Linked DNA regions of Rattus norvegicus: region 2 is linked to region 1. The links are chromatin contacts, called in public Hi-C maps. All regions are on one chromosome and are shown on one strand. The core of a region is the stretch at or near the end of the contact, and the rest is flanking DNA. Distances in the headings are between cores, read along the strand shown. Region 1 holds the start of Plpp3 (phospholipid phosphatase 3). Region 2 has its middle 82 kb from the start of Usp24.

Region 1 (5,788 bases), core at 1,032-3,531:
TTCTGAAGATGTTCATCTTTGAATTTCAAGGCGGTGTATGCTGGAGGATTGTGAGCAATAGAAGAGCCTTTGGTAACCCAGAATCCCTTGTTGAATGCTATTAATTATAACATTAGCTTCTCATTGTCGCTGCTGTTTTAACAGGTGAGGCAGTGCTGCTTCTCCTGAAGGAGATTTAAAGGAACTTCTCTTAGATGCTGAGGGGCCTCACCTGCTTTCCTTTGAATGGGGACGATGCCTCTGATTGGCAGCTGACATGGCCGCCCCAAAGCTCCCTTAGTGCAGTTTGCTTTCGGAAGACAGGACTTTACCTTTCCTTGCTGGTCTCATTGCTAATTAGTTCCAGTGTGAGCTTAATTCAGCATACCTCAAACCCAGAGAACTAAAGAGTCTCTTTGAGGGTCATCAATGGCCCCTAATCAGAGGCCACTTATACAAATGACTAGTTTTTTTTAGCCCACACCAAATTAGAGTGAGTGTGACAAGAGTGGCCTAGACAGAACATTGAAGGTAAAATTAATTCTGTGCAGGAATCAAGCAGGACAAGGAGAGAGGGTGAAAGATCGGGGTGCACCAGAGGGGAAATGGTTCGCTAGTTGGGAGGAAGGCTTATAACATAGGCAGAAGGGTAGGAGGCAGGGCTGTGCAGTGAAAGGGATGCTCCAGGGGGCTGACGGTGGGATACAGAGTTACAGAATGGTTCAATAAGGCAGTCAGATTTGTACTGCGTATCCAAAAGCTAGAACTTGGAGCTGGGGAGATGGCTCAGTGACTAAGAACAATTAGTGTTCTTTCAGAGGACCCAGATTTGGTTCCCAGGATCCACACATTGGCTCCCAAACATCTGTAACTCCAGTTCCAGGATCTGACAGCCCTATGGCCTTTGTGGGTAGCACATGGTGCACAGACATACATGCAGGCAAAACACTAATCTGTACGGATTGATATAGAATAATATATACATAAGTCATCTTTTTTTTAAAAGCTAGAACCAGTTGCCTTTAATTCCAGCTCTCGAAAGGCAGAGGCAGGCAGATCTCTGTGAGTTTGAGGACAGCCTGGTCTAAAAGTGAGTTCTAAGGCAGCCAGGGCTATATAAAGATAGAGAGACCCTGTCTCAAACAAACAACAACAATGCTAGAACGGTGGAACCATTTCCATCTCGGTATTATAACGACCCTTGGAAGAAATGTGCTTTTGTACATTGTAGTACGCTCAGGCTAGATACTATTGAAGGTGTAAGGGCCTTTCAAATGTTAATTCTCTTTCTTGACCAGGGTGGGGTGAGGGTGGGGATCAACTCATATAAAAGTAATCAACATCATGAGGATCATCAGCACATTCAAGGGGAAACAGCAGATTCCTTGAAAGTCAAGGCCAAATAGGCTGGGGTATGCTGGAGGCCAGCTGGACTAGCAGAGGGGGGTGGGCTTGGCTTTGGTTTTCCAATTCAGAAATAGAAGTATTGGCCCAACTTACGAAGCTCTTCTGGTGTACAAGCTCTCTTACAGAAGCGCGTGTGAAATAATCAGTTATCTCCCCCACCATGACTGCCTGGGGAGAAATACTTCCGTGACTGCAGTCTACTCGCTGGGAAATGAAGGCACAGAGACATAGTCAGGATTCTAGAGCAGAGGTGGGTGGGTGGGACGGTGGGGAAGGGTGGGTCTGGCTCCGGAATCTTTTACACCACAGGATCTTCCGAATCTAACACAACTATCCGGTGCTGAACGTTAAAACCAAAACAACAAACCCACCTTAAATTGAAAATTGTATTTTTAGGATAATTCAACTCAAGGCTGAAATTTGTAAATAAATAAATAAATAAATAAATAAATAAATAAATAAATAAAGCAAGCAAGCAAGCAAGCAGGCAAGCAAGCATTTTAGTATTGTAGACCTCCCACCGACCCTCTCCCCACATCTAATCAAAGGCCAGCAAGAAAGTGCTTCTTTTTATTTATATGGTTTTCCCCCCCTTTTGTGATGCTTTGGAGTTTCTGAACGCTAGGGGCTCCCGGATTCTCTGGTTTGAGAGCAACTTTTTCTTTCAGGTTTTTTTTTTTTTTTTTTTGAAAGGGGGTGGGGGAAATGTGGCCTTAATTATCCTACGTTTTAGGCAGCTTAAGGAAGGGGCTGTGCTTTCAGAACCCTGTTGGAGCCAAGTAAGGAGGTCCCTCTCCTCCCCCCTCGCCTTTTAAAGGCGCTCGTGAAATATAAGCTCAGAAAACAAACCGAGCGATCACAGCGGCAGCCCGGGCGGCAGCAGCAGGAGGAGGAGCAGAAGGAGGAGGCAGAGTTGGAGTTGGGCAGACGCTGTGGAGAGCTAGCTGCAGGACGCTGCGGAGTTGCAGGGCTCCGCGCTGCTCCATTCATTAAGTAGCTGCGGAGGATCGTGGCCGGACGCCGACGCTGCCCACTCGCAAACTTCAGCACGCAGACGCACGCCAGCCCGGCGCGTCCGGGACAGCACAGTTTTGCAAAAGTTCCTGCTCGGGATTTGGCTCTCTTCCCTTTGGACTAGCGAACAGTTTGGGGTTGAGAGGAAAGCAGAGGCGCTCAGGGGGAAACCTACCCGCGTCTGCAGTTGGAGCTACTCGGCCGGGCTGTACACTCGCCGCCGCGTCCCGAGCCCGCAGATCCGCTCCTGAGCAGCGGCGGCCCGCAGCGCCCCGGGAGGCTCCCCGCAGCCAGCGCCATGCAAAGCTACAAGTACGACAAGGCGATCGTCCCTGAGAGTAAGAACGGCGGTAGCCCGGCGCTCAACAACAACCCGAGGAAAGGCGGCAGCAAGCGGGTGCTGCTCATCTGCCTCGACCTCTTCTGCCTCTTCATGGGTGAGCGCAGCCCCACCAGTCCCACCCAACCCCCCCTCCCGGCCCCCGACCCCGGGCCCTGCCGCGCTGTCAGCCCCCAGGGTCCCGCAGCCATCTCCCCCACCACCGGGCGCCGTGCTGGCCGCGAGCTCCCCGCCCTCCCGGACCCCAATTTCAATCCCGGCCTGCGATTTCAAGTTGGGGCGTGCTTGTGCTTTCGCGGTAGCTGGAACCACCTCCTTAGGGGTGACGGACTCCCAGCTGAAGATCACCCCTAAGGAGGTGTGAGCTCGAGCTCCAAGATCTGGAGGAAACCTGTGGCTCTCCGCCCTGCGTCCGCGAGTGAGACCCATCTCGGTCTCCCGGCAAGGCGGGCTCCTACCGGAGTGGCGCTGCTGGCCCCGGCTGCATGTAAACATCCACCCCTTCCGTCGCGCTGCCTTGCAGGGCCAGTCGCACTAGCTGGCCTTGTCACTCGCTACTCGCTTGGCTGAAAGCCGCAGAGGGTGGAACGTGGCTCTACCCAGGTGCTGGGCTACAAGGAGCACATCACTTGTTGAGCGCCTACTGTGTGCCGGATGATAGACCGCTTCGCGGGCATCAGTTTTAAACTAGCTCACTTGTGCCGGGAGGCCACTGAAAGAAAGGCAGTCACAGTCTTGCTTGGGGGCCACAGTTGAGCTACACTGCCTCAAAGTTGAGGCCCTAGCGTTCTGTTTATCAGAACAGATGAAAACTTCAGCTGAAAGGGGCAGCCGGAGGCACAGGAATTGGAGTGGGAAAGAGAGAAGGATTTATTGAACCAGGCTAGGGGGAAGAGAGAAGCAATTGACGTAAATCCACCATAGTTCCAGGGTTGAAGTAAAAATGGGACTTTTTCCTTTAAAGCGACTTTTGATGTAAAAGTATGCAAAACTTGTCACCAGAGCATCGCCCCGCTGCTACCAGCTGGGCGTGCCACCTAACTACCCCTTTGGCCTCAGTTTCCTCCTCAGTTGAATGAGTGGATTCAAGTAGATGGTCTGTGAGGCCCCTTCCTGCATTAAGAACTCGGATGCCGTCCAGGAGCTGTTCTGCCAGCACTGCTAACGGAAGAAACATCTGTGTTCCCAGTTCAGTTCCCCCAAAATAGAACTCCTGCACGGAGACTCCATCCCTTTGGAAGGGATTTTGTCGGGGCTGACTGTGGCTACCTGGCTTAGCTCCCCTTACTGAGGACTCTTAGGCAGTGGCCTCTTGTTCTTGCCCAACTACCCACATAGAATTTTGTGAGCCGGTGTGTTTCTTAGAATTTAAAATTAAGAATGGCTCTCTTCTGGTAGAGACCGTTGGAGGGAAGATTACAGTCTGAAAGGCTAGGGGAGGTTTTTTTTTTTTTCCGGAGCTGGGGACCGAACCCAGGGCCTTGCGCTTCCTAAGCAAGCGCTCTACCTCTGAGCTAAATCCCAACCCCTTAGGGGAGTTTTTCTATAGTTATGTAGATCCCTTTCTCCTCTCTGTTCACCCTTAGGATGCTATTCAGGGGAATTGTCACTGGGGGGCCTGCCTTCCTGGTGACAGCGGGCTTATTATCATGCACAGTGAACCAGATGAGTACTTAAGGTCTTATAATCAAGTTGTTGAATTTTTAAAAGATCCTTCCAGGTCCTGGGGTGAGGGGAGTACGGGGGAGACCACTAAATTAGTGGAAGCTGTGTGCAGCTATCTTGGCTGAGGCCTCCCAGGGTTTGAGTGTCTCCTAGGTGGGTGGGATCAGCGCTTTCTCTGATGCCTATGTTGGCAAGTCCCCCTGCCTCTTGCTTTACCGTCAGGAAGCAAAGCTGGATTTCAACAGCCATTGCTCTCCCTTCTAGACTTTCTTCTTATTGGGGGGTGGGGGGAATGTGTGCACTAAGAAATGTTGCATTCTTATTAGAAGAAAACAGTGTTAAGCAACATGCAGAGAGTAATGCCTGCTAACTATAGTGTAAGCAGGGACAGTGACACCCCAAGATGTCTTTCTGTGTGTTCAGGGTGGAATTTAGGGGTGTGGTGCATGTGCATGGGCTTCAGCTCTTTATGTGTAGCAAGTTCCTCTCTGGAGTGAGCCTTCTAAGCCAGTTGTCAAACTTCAGCATAAGCACAAGCTACAGGACAGTATTACTGATGAAATGCCTCCTAATACCTTTAATTGGAAAGACTATCTGTAAGCTTAACGTGTATCTTGAGGTGGTTATGCAACATAACTCTGCTTGGCTTCCAAAAGAAGATTTAATAATGCAACATGTGATTTTAATATTCCACACACTGCCGTCCTAAAAAAAAAAAAAAATGTTTCTACTTGGTTCAGTTTTTGCCTGAGACTGTCAGTATGATTTAATTTTTCTACAGTTTATTGATCATATGGTCTGCATTACAGGGTACTAATATATTAGGAAGAGAGACAGTTTTTGGTTTATTCTCCCATAGGAATATAGACCGAGCCTCATCTCCTAGTATCTGGAAAAACTAAAAGCTGATGTTGAGATGTGCCTGTTATGTAAGTGGAAATATTCGAGTAGTGTAACCTGCTTCACATACCTTTTGGGAATGTTAAATTCTGGGTGAAAAGCAAAAAGTCCACCCTTGTTTGACAGCCAAGAGAATCCCATATGAGAGAACACTGCTGGGAGCTTACTGGTCATCAACAGTTACCTTTCTGCACCGATTGCTTTTAAGTACAACTACAAGTCTTTGCCTAGTAGGTTTTCTGAAACCCTTTTTGCTTTGCTCTTGTTTAAGTGGGGTACCCCTTCTCACTTTCCCCTCACATTAGTTCTGGTATGTGGGGTGCCATGAGAACCACAGACAATCCTGTTGTCTTATGTTCTATTAGCTTCTTTTTTTTTTTTTAGATTTATTTATTACATATAAGTACACTGTAGCTCAGACACACCAGAAGAGGGCATCAGATCCCATTACAGATGGTTATGAGCCACCATGTGGTTGCTGGG
Region 2 (5,850 bases), core at 92-2,591, 1.1 Mb after region 1:
TGTTAGGGAAAGGGAAAGGCTGTCTTCTGGGAGAGGCTAGACACGGCCTTTGCTATGCTTGACTAAGTCACTCTTTGAAACCTCATTTGATCCTAGGATTTGATGACAGGGAAGACCATCGGCCACTATCGCAGCTGTGCCTATGCCCACAAGAGGGCAGTGGTGCATGCAGCCACAGCCATGTTCTTGCCTATGCCTCAGCCTCTAGGATCAGACTAAGAGACCCCTGAAAACTATGAGATCCTGGGCAAGACAATGAAAGAAAACACACACACACACACATACATACACACATACATACACACACACACATACACACATACATACATACACACACATACACACACACACACACACACACACACACACACACACACACGCATGCATGCTACAGATGCTGCATGGAGGTTTGTAGGTGACCCAGTCTTCCCTAGATACACTGCAGAGTAATTCAGAGTCAGTTATGCATGCCCCTTCCCCAACACAGGTTTCCTCGGAAACTCCTGGCCACCCAGACCCCAAGTGTGAGGCTGCGTAGTTGGGGCTCAGCCCTCAGTGGCTTTCCAAGCTCCTCAGGGTTAAGTTCTACATTATCATCACTACCTGTCAACACACAGGATGCAAAACAGAGAAATATGAATCTCCTATCCTGTAAGAGGCCTCATGACATTGAACAGAGTAAAAAGCAATACACACACACACACACACACACACACACACACACACACACACACAATATTGTGAGAAGACACATGGGAAATAGTATAAAAGTCAAGACCTGACAAACAGATATCCTAGTCAAATTGAGTTTAGGGAATGTTTATAAATGAGTTATAAAAGTACAGTCAGAGCCAGGAGTGACCCTGCATGTATTTAACCCCAGTGCAAGCAGGAGGCAGACAGGAGGAACCCAGCCTGGGCTACAGAGTGAGTTCCAAGACAGCCAGGGCTACATAAAGAAACCTTGTCTCTAAAACTAAATAAATAAATAAAATGAGAGAGAGAGAGAGAGAGAGAGAGAGAGAGAGAGAGAGAGAGAGAGAGAGAACAGTCAGGATGCAGAGAAGCCACAGGATCACACCTTCAGATACAGCCAAACCCCAGAAGAGGCAATGGTTGTAGAATAGGAACTGTGACCTCAAGATATACAAAAACCCATTCTCCCCAGCTCTCTGAGCACCAGAAGCCAAAGGGAAAGCAGTTACGGAGTAAATCCCCAGATCACCTTCCTAAGTCACAGAGCAAGATGGCAAAGGACAGAAAGTGGATCCACCTCACACAATAACTGTCAAACCTTTGTCCTTAACAGAAGTTGGACCAAGGCTGTTGTATGCAGATACTATTGAATGTTAGAGAGGTTTGAATAAGAATGGCCCCCAGAGGCTCATATATTTAAATGCTTGGTCACCAGGGAGTGGCACTCCTTAAGAAAGATTAGGAGATTTGGCCTTGGAAGAAGTATGTCACTGGAGGTGAGCTTTGAGGTTTCAAAAGCCCAGGCCAAACCTAGTGGTTCTCTCTCTCTGCTGACAGCAGATCCAAATGTAGAGCTCTCAGCTACTTCGCCAGCGCCATGTCTGCCTGTGTTCTGCCATGCTCCCACCATGATGACAATGAATTAACCCTAAAACTATAAGCCAGCCCTAATTCAATGCTTTCTTTTATAAGATTTGTCATGGACAATAGAACACTGACCAAGACACATGTTAAAAAATAAAAAACTTTACATTAAATAACCATGAGACTGGACTGGAGAGATAGCTCAGCAGTTAAGAAGACTGGTTGCTCCTTCAGAGGACCTGGATTCAATTCCCAGCACCCACATGACAGCTCACAACCATCTGTAACTCCCATTCCAAGGGGTCTGATGCCATCTCCTGGCCTTCAAGGACACTCTACACGTACGACACAGACATGCAGACAAAACACCCATACACACAAAATAATGAAAATGATTCTTTAATGTTTTTTAAACCTATGGGTAGAAGCCAGGTATAGTGGTACCAGCATATAATCCCAACACTTGAAAGACTAAGGCAAAAGATGGTGAGTTTAGGACTGGCCTCTGCTGAATAATGGGTTCAAGAACAGCCTAAGCTCTCTGTCTACAGTTTAGGAAATGGCTCAGTGTGATATAGCACTTTCTTGGCATGCCCAACACCCTGGGTTTGGTGCCTATCACTGCAAAAGAATTACAGATAAGCAAATAACCATGTTTATGCATGAGAAGTAGACTTCTTGCTGATTTGTACTTGGAGGAAAACCATAATAGAGTTTCAATTAGAATGAGAGTAATTTCCAGAGCTTTAACTTCTCGAGTTTGTTTCAACAGAGCAATGAACAGCTTTTCTTAGAATTAGACAGGGAGAAAAGTTTTCATTAGGTGATGAGAGGATTGATAAATTTTACATAAAAACTAGAATAATTTTAAGTATAGGGGAAGAATATGTTCCTATACAATGTCTTTTTATGTATTTCTTTTACTATTTATCTTTATTTTGAGACAGGGTCTCTCTATGTAGCCTTAATTATCCTGGAACTCTCTATGTAGATCAGGCTAGCCTGGAACTCACAGCAATTTTCCTGCTTCTACCTCTCAAGTGCTGGGATTAAAGGTGTGTGCCACCAATCCTGGCAATATCTGCCTTTTCAAAGATGTTTCCTGTGTGTGTGTGTGTGTGTGTGTGTGCGTGTGTGTGTGTGTGTGTGTGTTTGAGTGTGTGCCTGAAGGTAAGTATGTGCATGGTGTATATGTGTAGGTGTGTATGTACCTGGTTGAGTGTGTACATGTGGGTGAGTGTGTGCATGTGGGTGAGTGTGTGTGAGTGTGTGTATGTGTGTGTGCAGATGTGTGTGTGCAAGTGTGTGAGTGTGTGCAGATGTGTGTGTGCAGGTGTGTGTATGCAGGTGTGTGAGTATGTGCAAGTGTGTGAGTATGTGCAGGTGTGTGTGAGAGAGTGTGTGCAAGTCTGTGTGAGTATGTGCAGGTATGTGTGCATGTGTGTGAGTGTGTGCAGGTGTGTGTGAGTGTGTGCAAGTGTGTGAGTGTGTGCAGTTATGTGTGCATGTGTGTGAGTGTGTGCAGGTGTGTGAGTGTGTGTGTGTGAGTGTGTGTGAGTGTGTGCAGGTGTGTGTGAGTGTGTGCAGTTATGTGTGCATTGTGTGAGTGTGTGCAGGTGTGTGTGAGTGTGTGCAGGTATGTGTGCATGTGAGTGAGTATGTGCATGTGGAGTCAGAGAGCTCAACATCAAGTATATTCTATCACCATCCAAGATTTTTTTAATTAGAAAATGTTTTCATACAATATATTTTCCTGTATTCCAACTCATTACAGATAGCCACCCCCTTACCCACCTACCTTCATGTTCTCTCTCAAAATAAAACAAACAAAACCACACAGTTTGTTTAGGGTTGGCCAACTACTCTTGAGCGTGGGGCTTGCCCTGAACTGTGCTTGATATAGCCAGTGTCACTCCACCAAAGAGAACCGATCTGTCTTCTCCCATCAGTTAATCCGTGGCTTCTTGGCCAGGGTGCCACTTTGTGCCCACTTCTTCTTCCATATGCTGGGATTTTGTCCAGCTTTAATATGTGTAGGTCTTGTGGGTCTGGCATAGCCTCCATGAGTTCATACATGCGTCACCCGCGTTGTGTCTGGACTGTTGCCTTGGAGTCTCCATCCCATCTTATTTTTTTTTCAGACAGGGTCTCCCACTGAACCAGGAGCTCTCCTTTCAGATAGGCTGCCTGGCCAGAGAACACCCATCCCTCCCCTCCTGTGTCAGCCCTCACAATGCTGATGCCCGAGTTTTAGATGATTTGGGTTCTGAATTTAAGTCCTCACGCTTATGCAGCAGGCACTCTACCCACTGAGCCATCTCCCTGGACCCATTTCATATTCTAAACATGTGAAAAAAGTGTGTGTGTGTGTCTGTGTGTGTGTGTGTGTGTGTGTGTGTGTGTGTGTGGGTGGGTGGGTGTGGGTGTGGGTGTGGGTGTGGGTGTGGGTGTGGGTGTGTGTGTGTAAGCGCGCGCGCATTACTGGTTCAAGGTGTAAAACATTTCTCTCACTACAGGCTACAGTAAAAAGTGTTTGAAGTTGGTAACTGGCAAGTGTAAGCTTAAGACCTCATCCCTGAATCCCGCAGGCAGCCAGTGGGTCTCCAAGACACAAATAAACGGATCTCTTCTAGGGCTGAAATCAACAGAGCTTCTTGCTCCTCTCCTCACAGCTGAGTGTGGCTAGGGCCCAGAAGAAAACTGGCACTGTTTGTCTAGGGGCTGTACCGAGAACAAAGAGGGAGTTTGTCCTGAGGCCTGCCAACCCAGCCTCCTTCACAGGCGCTAAATTCATTCAGCATCGCTGCCCTGCAGGCTGCCCCGCTGGCCCGGTGGGCCTGCCAGCCTCTTCCACAAGGAGTTAGTGTCAGATCTGGGCAGCTCTCTCTGCCTGAGGCAACGGACATTCAGATAGCCTGTGAGAATCGGAAACGGAGGCCCACGCCACTTGAAAAATAACATCCTCCCCCACACTCCACGAGGAAGACCCAGGAAGTCAACAGCTCTCCAGATGTGAGCCAGCGTGGGAAGGACTCTAGTGTTCTGCCTCTCTCCCTCCCAATATCTTCCTCTCATCTCTTGTTACTTAATGGAGGCGCTGGCTTTCCCAGAGTCCACTTCCTCTAAGCAATGTGAGGGAAAGAAGGGAAGACAAACTACTAAGTTTTTCTACACACACACACACACACACACACACACACACACACACACACACTGCAAATAACTAATTGTAATAAAAAAAACTTCTTAAAAATTAAAAATATGACCAAAAGGTGGTGGCTTGGGTCCTTAATCCCAGCACTTGGGAGGCAGAGGCAGGTGGATCTCTGAGTTAGAGGCCAGCCTGGTCTATAGAGGGAGTTCCAGGACAGCCAAGACTACACAGAGAAACCCTGTCTTGAAAAAACAAAATAGATGAATAATATGTGGGAAAATGATAACCTCCTTCTGGGAGGGTGGAGTAGACATCCTTTCCCTTGCTTTTCTGCAGGGTTTCTAGTAAAACTAAAAATCAAAGTAAAATCTCTCTCTCTCTCTCTCTCTCTCTCTCTCTCTCTCTCTCTCTGTCTCCCTCCCTCCCTCTACTCCCCTTTCTCTCTGTGGATTGAGATGGGGGAGGGGCTGAATATGAAGTAAATTTAAGTTGACTCTGAAAGGTGAAGAGAAGACAGACCAGATGGGGCCCATGTGGGATGATGACTCTGACAGGAAAGGATATATTCTTCAAAGGGACATTGCGCTCCTTCCTTCTTTCTGCTATCAGGCTATTGAAACATTTGACCCCAAAGAATTAAATTTGCTGAGGAATCCCAAGATGGCAGGAGGCTGAGGCCTTGGTGTTGGCCAAAGGAGGAACTGGTCCCACAAGGATTCCATAGCATTCCGACAGCTTACCTCAGTTAAATTAGCATGTGATTGCCTCCAGGCCTGTGCTTCAGACATTTTATAAGATTGTAACACCTCTAGAAAACACCATGGTGAGTGCCTGGGTTTCCCCTTTTCCTTCATGTAGCCTACAGTTGATGTTAAAGAAGGCTTTGGTGTGAAAACATCGAAGGATAAAGGTCAGAAAAGCTCCAGTTAGCCTGGCCTCCTCACCCAAAGGACTAGTATGAGGTGGTTTAGAAAGACAGAAAACTGTTGAGCTGCAGAGATGGCTGGGGGGAGGGGAGGTTGAGGTGCTTGATGAACAAGCATGGAGTTCTGAGCCCCCTGCACCTGATGGAAAAAGCCGGGCGCAGTAATTCCAAGCACTGGGAAGTGACACAAAGATCCCCGGGGACTTGATGG

What was found. A called contact is a pair of places that touch in the nucleus more often than the background predicts.
Region 2: a contact with region 1 is called in a Hi-C map of liver, with 12 times the contacts expected there. The contact joins the enhancer-like site here to the promoter of Plpp3 in region 1. A contact is called at or near these places in 10 of 12 Hi-C or Micro-C datasets (the A7r5 cell line, the Rat2 cell line, frontal cortex and 5 more) and 1 of 1 datasets of contacts at active chromatin or transcription factors (oligodendrocytes).

What each region holds. Positions count from the first base shown.
Region 1 is chr5:125,153,719-125,159,506 of GRCr8, forward strand. It overlaps Plpp3 (phospholipid phosphatase 3), which reads left to right and starts at 2,282. Exons shown (of 6, transcript NM_138905.2): 1 at 2,282-2,837. The coding sequence starts at 2,699.
Region 2 is chr5:126,224,355-126,230,204 of GRCr8, forward strand. No RefSeq gene overlaps it. Among named protein-coding and RNA genes, the nearest start is that of Usp24, 82 kb to the right of the region's middle. Within about 2 kb of position 1,342, at least 1 of the 93 cell types and tissues checked has an H3K27ac peak or open chromatin away from gene starts, as enhancers often do.